Linked DNA regions of Sus scrofa: regions 1 and 2 are each linked to region 3. The links are chromatin contacts, called in public Hi-C and HiChIP or PLAC-seq maps. All regions are on one chromosome and are shown on one strand. The core of a region is the stretch at or near the end of the contact, and the rest is flanking DNA. Distances in the headings are between cores, read along the strand shown. Region 1 overlaps FGGY (FGGY carbohydrate kinase domain-containing protein). Region 2 has its middle 180 kb from the start of JUN. Region 3 overlaps LOC102165506 (a long non-coding RNA gene).

The links. A called contact is a pair of places that touch in the nucleus more often than the background predicts. HiChIP or PLAC-seq counts read pairs in DNA pulled down with a chosen protein or histone mark.
Region 1: an H3K27ac HiChIP or PLAC-seq map of skeletal muscle shows a contact between it and region 3. The contact joins two enhancer-like sites. A contact is called at or near these places in 1 of 47 Hi-C or Micro-C datasets (skeletal muscle) and 1 of 2 datasets of contacts at active chromatin or transcription factors (skeletal muscle).
Region 2: a Hi-C map of skeletal muscle shows a contact between it and region 3, with 6 times the contacts expected there. The contact joins two enhancer-like sites. A contact is called at or near these places in 1 of 47 Hi-C or Micro-C datasets (skeletal muscle) and 1 of 2 datasets of contacts at active chromatin or transcription factors (skeletal muscle).

The regions. Positions count from the first base shown.
Region 1 is chr6:153,071,376-153,075,144 of Sscrofa11.1, forward strand. The region is part of intron 5 of FGGY (FGGY carbohydrate kinase domain-containing protein); the gene reads right to left. Among named protein-coding and RNA genes, the nearest start is that of FGGY, 140 kb to the right of the region's middle. Within about 2 kb of position 2,221, at least 8 of the 83 cell types and tissues checked have an H3K27ac peak or open chromatin away from gene starts, as enhancers often do. A contact at or near this core is called in skeletal muscle, where this site is marked.
Region 2 is chr6:153,505,913-153,509,571 of Sscrofa11.1, forward strand. No RefSeq gene overlaps it. Among named protein-coding and RNA genes, the nearest start is that of JUN, 180 kb to the right of the region's middle. Within about 2 kb of position 1,734, at least 28 of the 83 cell types and tissues checked have an H3K27ac peak or open chromatin away from gene starts, as enhancers often do. A contact at or near this core is called in skeletal muscle, where this site is marked.
Region 3 is chr6:153,316,125-153,319,855 of Sscrofa11.1, forward strand. LOC102165506 (a long non-coding RNA gene) reads left to right here. Exons shown (of 4, transcript XR_002345481.1): 3 at 1,210-1,425. Among named protein-coding and RNA genes, the nearest start is that of FGGY, 100 kb to the left of the region's middle. Within about 2 kb of position 2,382, at least 1 of the 83 cell types and tissues checked has an H3K27ac peak or open chromatin away from gene starts, as enhancers often do. A contact at or near this core is called in skeletal muscle, where this site is marked.

The DNA of each region.
Region 1 (3,769 bases), core at 971-3,470, 240 kb before region 3:
GAAGGACTGCTTGGGGAAGTGACATCTCGGTGAGACCAGAAGGATGAACACGCACCGTCCAGGGAAGTGGGAGGGAGGGAGGGGGCAGTATCCCAACCAGGAGGACAGCCAAGCTGAGCAAAGGAAAAAATGGTTAGGCACCTTTGACATAACTGAGGTTTGCCTCCAAATGGCCCTGGTCAGAAGAAACAGAATCAACCTAAGTAACTGACTCAGAGCTGCAGAGCCAAAATTATTCATGATTATTAGGAGCAACTATGACTTCTCTTCCAGATCCTCTTCAAATATCAGTCGCCTGGAGTTCCCCTTGTGGCTCCGTGGTAATGAACCCAACTAGTGTTTGTGAAGATGCAGGTTGGATCTCTGGCCTTGCTTGGTGGGTTAAGGATCTAGCGTTGCTGTGAGATGTGGTATGGATCACAGATACGGCTCAGATCCTGCGTTGCTCTGGCTGTGGTGTAGGCCAGCAGCTACAGCTCAGATTTGCCCCCTAGCCTGGGAACTTCCATGTGCCACACATGCAACCCCCCCCAAAAAAAAAAACAGTTGCCTGAGTAATTGTGTAAGGCAACTATAAATGTTTACACAGTGAGATGTGTATACAGATGTGTATATATATAGTGGGATTAGAAACCAATGAAGTTCCAGGTCTCAAAGAGTGCTATTAGCTAAAAAACACAAGAGTTGATATACCTTCCTCGGGCTTGAATAGGGACAGAAGCCCTGAGGATGAGCTAGTAGCCACATCTGGATCCCAACATGATGGAGAACAGGCCAGCAGCCCAGGCTGGCACAGACCATGTGCTTGGCCAGAGCCTGGCCTACAGAGAAGGTCCACTGGGGGTGTGGCAGAGGTCATTGTTCTTAAGGCAAAAACAGGATTATTTCTGCCCTGACACTTTTCTCTTCTGATTATATCTCTGTACAGAACTGGCTGCCTACCACCAATTCAGAAGAACATCCCACCTGGTGGATGTGATGCAAGTTTTTTTTTTTTTTTTCCTTCCTTTTAAGGACCACAAGTGCTGCCTATGGAAGCTCCCAGGCTAGGGATGGAAACGGAGCTGCAGCTTCCAGCCTACACCACAGCCATAGCAATGGCGGGATCTGAGCCTCGCCTGTGACCTAATCACAACTCATAGCAATGCCAGATACTTAACCCACTAAGAGAGGCCAGGGATCAAACCCCCATCCTCATGGATACTAGTCGGGTTCATTTCCACTGAGCCACAACAGGATCTTGCCAAATTAAAGCACTGGGCTCCTAAGGCAACAATGATACTCTGATCCCCACTGTCCCCGCCTACCCCCTCCCCCAGAAGGATGAAGAGAAGGTTCTAAGAAGATGGAATAACCTTGGTGAGAGACTAAGCAAGGAAGAGGAGGAGAGCAAAGCCTTCAGGATGTCATCCTGAGCTCTGGATCCTTCTTCCAAGATAAAACCCATGTCTGAAGTTGCCTCTTCAGCTCTGATTAACGAGGGGTCAGGGAAATGAGGGCTTGTGGTGCCGTATCATGGGCTAGTTGGGACAGATCTTGTAAACACCCACCTCCTGTCCAGTTTCTCTTGACCTTTCTCCAAGAACAGTGGCCTTAGGCAGCGGTCAACAGACGACTAATTTTAGTTTTGGTTATAACATTCAGAGCCAAAGCTCTTCCCTTGCCCAGGCTGAGACGAGACCAACACAAACCTCCTTATTCCTGTCACTCAACCTCTCCTGGTTCCCAGAACCAGGCAGACATCCGCGAAAGGCTAGGGAATCTTACCCTGTGAGCCTCCCCAGAGAAGGGGGAGGTACAGTAGATTTAGGAGTTCTTCACTCACTCACTCTACACCTGTCCATTTCCGTGCTCAGTCCCTTGACGAGTGTTTATTTAGCATCTGCCACCTAACGGGCCCAGGAGTTGGCCCAGGGTACACAGAGCTGGCTGAGATGAATAGGCTGCCTCTCCTGCAGGCAAGGCAGGACAGCCAGAAACCAGAGAGTAAATCACAGAACTGTCTGGGTGCTCAATCCAATGAAGGGCCCTTGAGCGGCATCTCATCTGGGCCAGGGGCTCGGGGACAGATTCCCAGGGAAGGAAGGTTTAAGCTGAAACCAGAAGGATAGTGAGAGCTGTGGGAAAAGAACAGGAAAAGGGCTGGACCAGCAGAAGGTGGCCTGGAATGTGCGCTGTGGAGAAGTCAGTGTGGCCAAAGCAGTTGGGGAGGGTGTGCAGAGAACCGGGGCCGTGAGGCTGCAGGGGCTGGTCATCAAGGTCTATGGCCCAGGCCAAGCGCTGGGGACTCTGACCTGAGAACAGTGGGGAGGCAATGCGTTTCAGGCAAGGCGCTGTCCTGATGAGTGTAAGGTTCAGCTCCTGTCACTGTTACTTCTATGACATTGGGTGGGTCACAGTGCCTCCTTTGATCCACCAATAAAATATGTCCTTGCCTTTTCTTTTCTTTTTTTTTTTTTTTGCTTTTTAGGGCCACACCTGTAGCATATAGAAGTTCCCAGGCTAGGGGTTGAATTGGAGCTGCATCTGCCAGCCACAGCCACAGCCACAGCCACGCCAGATCCAGGCTGCGTCTGTGACCTATACCACAGCTCATACCAATGTCAGATCCTTTAACCCACTGAGTGGGGCCAGGAATCAAACCCGCATCCTCATGGATACTGGTCGGGCTCCTTACTGCTGAGCCACAACAGGATCTCCCTCACAAACATGCTTGTATTTTGCGTCTACTCTGTGCCAGCCACATGTCACCAATGCGACGGGACAGGGAACAGAACAGGTCCTGCCATTCTTGGAACTTACATCCCAGTGGGGGCGTCAGCTTGGCAAATACGCCAGGGAGGAAACCAGCAGGGTGACGAGGAGGAGAGTGACCTGGGAGGCTGCCTTGGGGCAGGATAGGCAGGGTGGACCTCTGAGGAGAAGACCCTGGATCTGAGGCCTGAGGAACGACAAAGGTCCTTCAGAACAAGGAGAGACTTGGGCAGAGTGACTGCAAAGGCCTGGGCAGCTGAGCACGTGGAGCTGAGCACAGAGCCTGAGGCACAGGGCCAGGCTGGCTAGGGAGGCGGCATCCTGATGGCACAGGGCCTCCTTGGAGGGGGCATGTTACTGCATGAGCAACAGAGGCTGATGAATGGCCTGATCTCAGTGACACTGTAAGGTCACTTAGGCTGCTCTGTGGAGGATGGGCAGGAAGGAGACCTGAGTGAAGGAGTGAGATCCGGAAGGGGCTTCTGTCCTTCCTTTCTCCACTGCGCAGAGCACACTTCATCACCCGCCAGCTACCGGCTTCATGACCTTGGGCACGTTACTCAACCTCCTGGCATCTTAACTGTCCTCATCCACAGGGGCAATAACACCCCCTGCCTCACACTGGGCTCTTGAATACAAGTTGCCGTCATTTGCAGGAACAGGGCATGGCTAAGCGCTCCATACACCTGAGCCGTTCTCACTTCCTCACTGTTCTTTCCCTGTCTGTCTCTGCGACTGGATTCTGAGCTCCTCACCTTTACCGGCCCAGCACCTGTTCCAGTGTTAATCCTAGGGTCTCTGTCAATCAGGAGTCACAAATGGTTGCCTGAAGATGTGAGTTGGCCCAAAGACATTTTGTTCAGCAGATATAGAGATTTTGAGATACGTGACTGTGGATGCCTTCAGGCTAGAGATGCTCCCCCAGCTTCCTGGAGTCCACTCAGGATGTGACTGGGTGAACTCTTAAAAATGTGGCTTGGAACATGTGTCAGAAATGTGACCTGTAAACCACACA
Region 2 (3,659 bases), core at 484-2,983, 190 kb after region 3:
TTAATTGGGGCTGAACATCTATCTACCTTACCTACCTTACAAACACAACATTCATAAAATACTTAGCTCAGTGACCAGTATATTGTAAGCACTCAGTATGTAAGAAGGAAAGAGATTCAGAAAAGTTAAGTGATTTCTCTAGTTTCCAAAGCAGTTAAGCGTAACTCAAATTTGAAATTAAGTCTCCTTGTGAAGCCCAGGACCTTTCTCCAATTTTCCCTTCTCTCCTTATGTTAGAATTTTACACTTTTCATTTGACTTTGTAGGGCTTCCCATTAGACTGAGCAAATACATTCTCCTGTCCAGTGATATTGGGCTTTATCATGGGCAAAGGAATGATGGGCAAAAGGGGGAAATGACGGCATGGCAGTTCTGGGCTGAAATTTTAAGAGGTATTACCTGTTTCATTACATTTTTGTCTGCTTACTTGCTCATTTACCATGCAAGGAGTAACCAGAGGCTACCTTTCACCCTAGCTCACAGGATGAGACAAATGCAACAGACCCACACCTGACCCACAGCCCCAGTTAAGCTGAAGCTGGAACCCAAGCTACCCAGCCAACCCACAAACCCAAGAGTGAGAAGAAAAAAATTTTTTATTTTATTTTATTTTTATTTTTTGCTTTTTTAGGGTCACCCCCATGGCATATGGAAGTTCCCAGGCTAGGGGTTGAATCAGAGCTATAGGTGCCAGCCTACACAGCCACAGCAACGTGGGATCTGAGCAGTGTCTGTGACCTACGCCACAGCTCAGGACAATGCCAGATCCTTAACCCACTGAGTGAGGCCAGGGATTGAACCCGTATCTTCATGGATCCTAATCAGGTTTGTTAACCACTGAGCCATAAAAGGAACTCCCAAGAAAAAATTCTTATAGTTGTAAGTGACTGAGTCTTGGGTGGCTTGTTACCTAGCATTATTGCAGCAATAGCTGACTCATACACCTCCATGAATGAATACAGCCAAGCCAGGGCCCCTCCACTTTTGTCTGCCTGTGAGAACCTGCTAGACCCCCTCTCCACCGTCCTTTGGGTCCCAGCTACACTTAACTGAGAGACCTTGTCTCCAACGGTATTCTGAGATCTTTACTTGTGCACGTTTCTTTTTCTTATTTTGGACACTGAGCTGCTTTGGGGTAGGGAACTGCCTTTTGCATCCCCAGACCTCCAGCGCCGAGCACAGTGCCTGGTACAAAATAGGCTGTCAGTAAATATGAGCTGACTTTTAACTAAACTAAATGGAGTGGCCCCAAATATCATCAAGGGCTAAAGTATTTTAAAGTACTCTTTCTACATTGTTTTTAAAAAGGGTCTTGAGGCTAAATACATAAATAATAAAGAGATACACTTTGAAAAATACGTCTACATAAACACATATGTAGGCAAACAAACTTATGCCAAACACAACTGGGAGCTTTCTGCAGACTAGTCTCCCATTTAAGGCCTGTAATTTCCCTCTTGGCCGACACTGGCTTTGGCTTGGACTGTGTTTCACAGACTCCTGGCAGGCAGCCTGCTGGGTTTGTGTTTAGATTTTTTTTTTCCTTTCATCAGGCCTGAAACTGAAGCCACAGACCTTTCTGAAACCTTCTCTTAGCTGTAGCTGTCATGCTTCAGGTCACCTGCTTATCCCTCCCAGGTCATGTGGATCCATAATGTGTCCAGAGGTCCAGGGACAAGCTGGCAAGCAGTGGAGTCCCTTCCAGAAGGAGACAAAGGAAGGCAGAGGAGGAACCAACGAGTCCGGAAAGTACGACCCAGACCAGGCCTCCACCCTCCCAGAGCCAACTGTATCTGATGGCCTAGCCTGCTGGCCAGCTTCTGGCATCAAAGAGGTAGGGACCCTGGAGGGGAACTGAGGCCCATGAAAACAAAACAAAATAAGCGAAGTTGTGCTGGTGACATGGGCGAAGCTTATATGCACCTAAGTCCTGGGGGAGCTCTAGGGTCAGACACAGGTCATATTTAGATCCTGGCTCTTCCAATATCTCCTGGGCCAGTGACTTAACTCTCTGAACCCAATTTCCTCATCCATGAACTGGATTGCACCTACCTCGCAGGCCAGTGTCAAGATTACATGAGTTCATACACGTGATGGGCCAAGCACTTTGTAGAAAATTAATCTGCGGTGAGTTTTGTTTTCACAACAGACCTTTCATCTGTCGGGACGTGTCCAGTCTTATCTGCTCCCCATTCCATCTGCAGTGCAGTCTCCTCTGTGGCTGCCTCTCCAGCCTGTGCTTGCAGGGTCTCAGGGCAGCCTGCCCCCTTATAGAGAGATTCTCATTACTAGAAAGTTCTACCTCAGTCTGACCCTGAAGAGAATCTAACAGTGATCTCTCTGGAGCTTTCACTCATGGCCCCTTTCCACTCAAGGGCCAGTAAAAACGAGTCTACACCCTCACCCTCAGTGCAACCTTCTCTGTAGGCAAGGATAGCTCTCAGGCCCTTCTTGAGGTGCCTCCAGAATTCTTCAAGGCTTTACACACACACACACACACACACACACACGCGCGCGCACACACGCATGTGGTGTCTAAGCAATTACAAGGACTACACAGAAACAAATAAGGGACATATAGCCCAAACTTGGAAGGTCCAGGAGGCTTCTTAGAGGAAGGTAGTTGAGAGTGAATAGTTGCTATGAATTGGTTGTGCAAAGCCCTGCAGCTACTAGTGAAGAAATAGACTCTCTGCCCTGGCAGTGGGTGATGGTTGATGCCTCTAGCTAGACATCATTGTTGAATTTGTGTTGATTTTCTACTATTCAAATGCCTCTTTCCGGGCCCAGTTTCCTCAGTAGGCTTGGCCCAGTACTTCCAACGGATGTTTTTCCATTCCCTTCTTACGCAGACAGAGAAGCCAGGTTTGTGTCCAGGCTCTGCCACTCACAAGCTGGGCGACCCAAGCCCAGTCAGATCACCTCTCTGAGCCTCCATTTCCACACTGGAAAATGGAGAAGACACTGCCTACGCCCAGGGCTGGCGTGTGGATGGAACAAGATCTCACAAAGGAAAAGTTGCCCAGCATGGAGATGATGTTTGTCAGATGTTTTCTTTCCTTTTGTGCTTGATAAGATGACACAGCCTGATCTGATAGCAACACTCCATTGATAGTGTTATAACAGCATATTCCTTCAAAGGCACTTGCACCTGAATTTCTGAATATTGAGCCAGTCCATAACCCTCTCTTATGGCCCCTGAGGCTCTCCTTGATGGGGCACCTGCTTCCTCTGCAGCCCCACATGCAGACTAGTGGGCATTCTTGAAGGCAAGTGGCTCCAATCCCTCTGGATGGGTGCCCTCTTAAAGGACACCAAGATTAAGTGCCCGGCTCTTGGCTAAGGTCTCTTTGAGGAACACTGGAGAGTTTCCTTGGGAGAATCGACCAGAATCATGGCAGGGAACAAAGTGCATGCAGAAGGGCTGAACAGCAAAAAAATCTAAGGGAAGGACTCTGTTTGGGGCTGAGACTGGGGCTAAGGAAACCAGCAAGGAAGGTCAAGACACCCTGGGGGGTAGGGCAGCAGGCAGCCCACACCCCCCCCAGGGGTCAGTCAAAGAGAAGAGACACATGTTCTGGAAGGCCAGAGAGCTGACGCCCTGGGGAGCAGCAGCCGGGGCACTGTGGCTCTCTGGGTCACAGCCAATGCCAGACTTT
Region 3 (3,731 bases), core at 1,132-3,631:
AACCATCACCACAATCAATTTTGAACATTTCATCACCCCGAAAGAGAAAGCTCATGCTCTTTAGCTATTACCCCCTGTTCCTGCATTCTTCTTCCCCCAGTCTTAAGCAACCACTAATCTTTCTGTCACTATAGATTTTCCTATTATAGATATTTTTTTATATACACAGAATCATGCAGTATGTAGTCTTTTGTGACTGGCTTCTTTCACTTAACATAATGTTTTCGAGGTTCATCCATCTTGTAGGCTCTATCAGCACTTCATTTCTTTATACTACCAGATAATACCCCATTGTATGGATATACTATGTTTTATATACCCATTCAGCAGTCAATGGACATCAAATTCCACTTTTTGGCTGTTATGAATAATACTATTATGAACATTTGTGTATAAAAACATTCATATACAAGTAGACATATATTTTCATTTCTCTTCGGTATATACCTAAGAGAATCATTTCAGGGTTGTATGGTAACATATATTGAACCTTTTAAGAAACTGCCAGACTGGTTTCCTCAGTGGTTGCACTATTTTATATTCCCACTGGCAGTGTAAAAGGATTCTAATTTCTCCACATCTTCCCCAAGGCTTTTTATTATTTTTATTGACCTATTTTAATTTTTGAATTTTAAATTAAATTTTAAAATTTTAAGGACTTCATTTTTAGAGCAGCTTTAGGTTCTGAATATTGAGAGGAAAATATAATTTCCCATATTATCCCCACCCCCAGATATGTATAAATCCCCTATGATTAACCTCCACTACCAAAATGGTACATATGCTGCAATTGATAAGCCTATATTGATGCATAATAATCACTCAAATTCCAGTTTACCTTAGGATTCATTCTTGGTGTTGTATATTCTGTGAGTTTGGACAAATGTAAAGTGATATATATCCATCATTATAGTATCATACAAAGTATTTTTACTGCCCTAATTATAATTCTGTCCTTGTTTTTTTTTTTAGCATTTCCTTGATTGCTAAGGATGTTAAGCATTTTTTCATGTGCTTGTTGGCCCTTTATACCATAGATCCCTTCTTATCCTCAGTTTCACTTTCTGCGGTTTTGGTTACCCATAGTCAACCATGATCTGAAGATACTGAATGGGAAATTCCAGAAATAAACAGTTCATAAATTTTAAATTGTACATTGTTCTGAGCACCACGATGACGTCTCAGGCAGCCCTGTTTCTTCCCACCCAGGATCACCAACCTCCCATGTCGTCTGCTCCTGACATCCAAGCATCACCATCATCATGGCTCAGTGATCCACGATCACCTGAGACGGAAGATCCTCCTTCTGACTATCATCGGAAGGCCTACAGTAACCTAACCCTACGTCACAATGGCCACGTCACTCTCCTCACTTCATCTCATCTTGCAAGCATTTTATCATCTCACGTCATCACAAGAAGAAGGGTGAGTACAGTACAATAATGTTGAGAGGGAGCCAGAGAGAGAGAGAGCCCACGTTCACATAACTTTTCTTATGGTACATTGTTATAATTGTTTTATGTTATTGTTTGTTATTGTTAATTTCTTACTGTGCCTAATTTATAAATTAAACTTTATCATAACTGTACATGTGTAAGAAAAACATAGTATGCATAGTGTTCAGTACTATCTGTGATTTCAGGTATCCATTGTGGGTCTTGGATGGTATCCTCAATGAATAAGGGGGGACTGCTTAGAGAAATATCTATTCAGATCCCCATTTCCCCATTTTTTTTTACATGTGTACATTCTTTTTTCTCACATTATCATGTTCCATCATAAGTGACTAGACATAGTTCCCAGTGCTACACAGCAGGCTCTCATTGCTAATCCATTCCAAAGGCAATAGTCTGCATCTATTAACCCCAAGCTCCTAATCCATCCCACTCCCTCCTCCTCCCCCTTGGCAACCACAAGTCTGTTCTCCAAGTCCCTGATTTTCCTTTCTGTGGAAAGGTTCATTTGTGCCATATATTAGATTCCAGATGTAAGTGCTATCACATGGTATTTGTTTTTCTCTTTCTGACTTACTTCACTCAGTATGAGAGTCTCTAGTTCCATCCATGTTGCTGCAAATGGCATTATTTTGTTGTTTTTTATGACTGAGTAGTATTCTATTGTGTATATATTACCACATCCTCCTAATCCATTTGCCCATTTTGTAATTGGGTTATTTGTCTTTTTATTATTGAAATGCAAAAATTCTTTATATATCCAGATATATAATTTGTAATTATTTTCTCCCATTCCCAAGTTCATGTAGCTCCTTAAGTTCCAGAACCATATACAAAGGCCATGCCCTTGCTATTACACCATCATCCACTGTGGCCAAAGCACAGTGAAATGTAGTCATAGAGAGGGCAGCCTGACCCAGGCAACCGTTGACTTCAGTTCTTTAAAGGTATCACTTAACTTGTTTACTTTCTGCACTGTCACCACCATCATCTGTATTTGGCCTTCATCTGGCATCCTACCCATTAGGAGAAAGGAAGACAGCTCTGTAAAGACTCATAGATTGCCTTCTCAGAACTCAAGGCGCACGTAAGGTAGAAAAACCAAAAGCTCAAGGTGAGGAGATTGAATCTGCATCAATCTGAGAGGTAACACTGTCCATTCGGAAGTGATTAGCAAGTTGAACAATCTGAACTTTCAAACGGGAAGTGAAATTTTGTGTACTAGATGGACGGCTTCTAGTAAAAATCTTAGCATTGAAGGACACTTTTTTTTTTTTTTTTGGTATTGAGCTGCAGAAGGTGTTTATCAATTTTGGAGATTAATCCCTTGTCAGTCGATTCATTTGCAAAGATTTTCTCCCATTCTGTGAGTTGTCTTTTCGTTTTGTTTAGGGTTTCCTTTGCTGTGCAGAAACTTTTAAGTTTAATTAAGTCCCATTTGTTTATTTTTGTTTTTACTGTCATTACTCTAAGAGGTGGATCTGAGAAGATGTTGCTGTCGTTTATGTCGGAGAGGAAAGTCACCTTTAGGTGGAGTTTGTCTGACCTCTTATTTGGCACATGGAGAAATGTCCACTGACTCCCCCAAGGTCACAGGCTAGTTGGTGGCAGAAAGGGGACTCAAACGCAGGTCCTCTGATTCCATTTTGTGGAATGTCAGAATTTTCTTCTCTTCCTAGAGCCTACCAGACATGAAGTACCAGATAACCTGTCCTCACCAAATGAAGGGTATTTAATAATCTCATGAGACTCTAAAAGAATTATAGGAAGGTGGAAAGGGGAAGGGATTGTTCTGAACCTGTCCATGGAAAACAGGAAATTTCAAAGATCTATAAGGTAACAACAATCCAACTTCTGCATCAAAGGAAAGATCTATGATCCAGGAATTGGAGAGCATCTTGCACATTCTGTCATTTTTGTAAATAAGGCAAAGAAAGAACTGAGCTCAGACTAAACTGCAAGGTACTGCCTAGGGCACAACAAAAGTACTGTGGAGAGAACATGGATTTAAAATAACTGGGGTGAAGAGTTCTCTGGTGGCCTAATGGGTTAAGGATCCAGCATTGTCACTGCTGTGGCTCAGGTTGCTGCTGTGGCATGAGTTCAATCCCTGGCCCGGGAACTTCAACATGCCACAGATGCATCCAAAAAAATAAAATAACTGGGGTGATGACAAGATATTCAGCTTACCCAAGGATGGTTTTATCTATGCCAGAGAGCAGCATCCCATCTAGTTGGGCAGCATAGGGAGGAGAACATCATCAGTGACACAGCCTT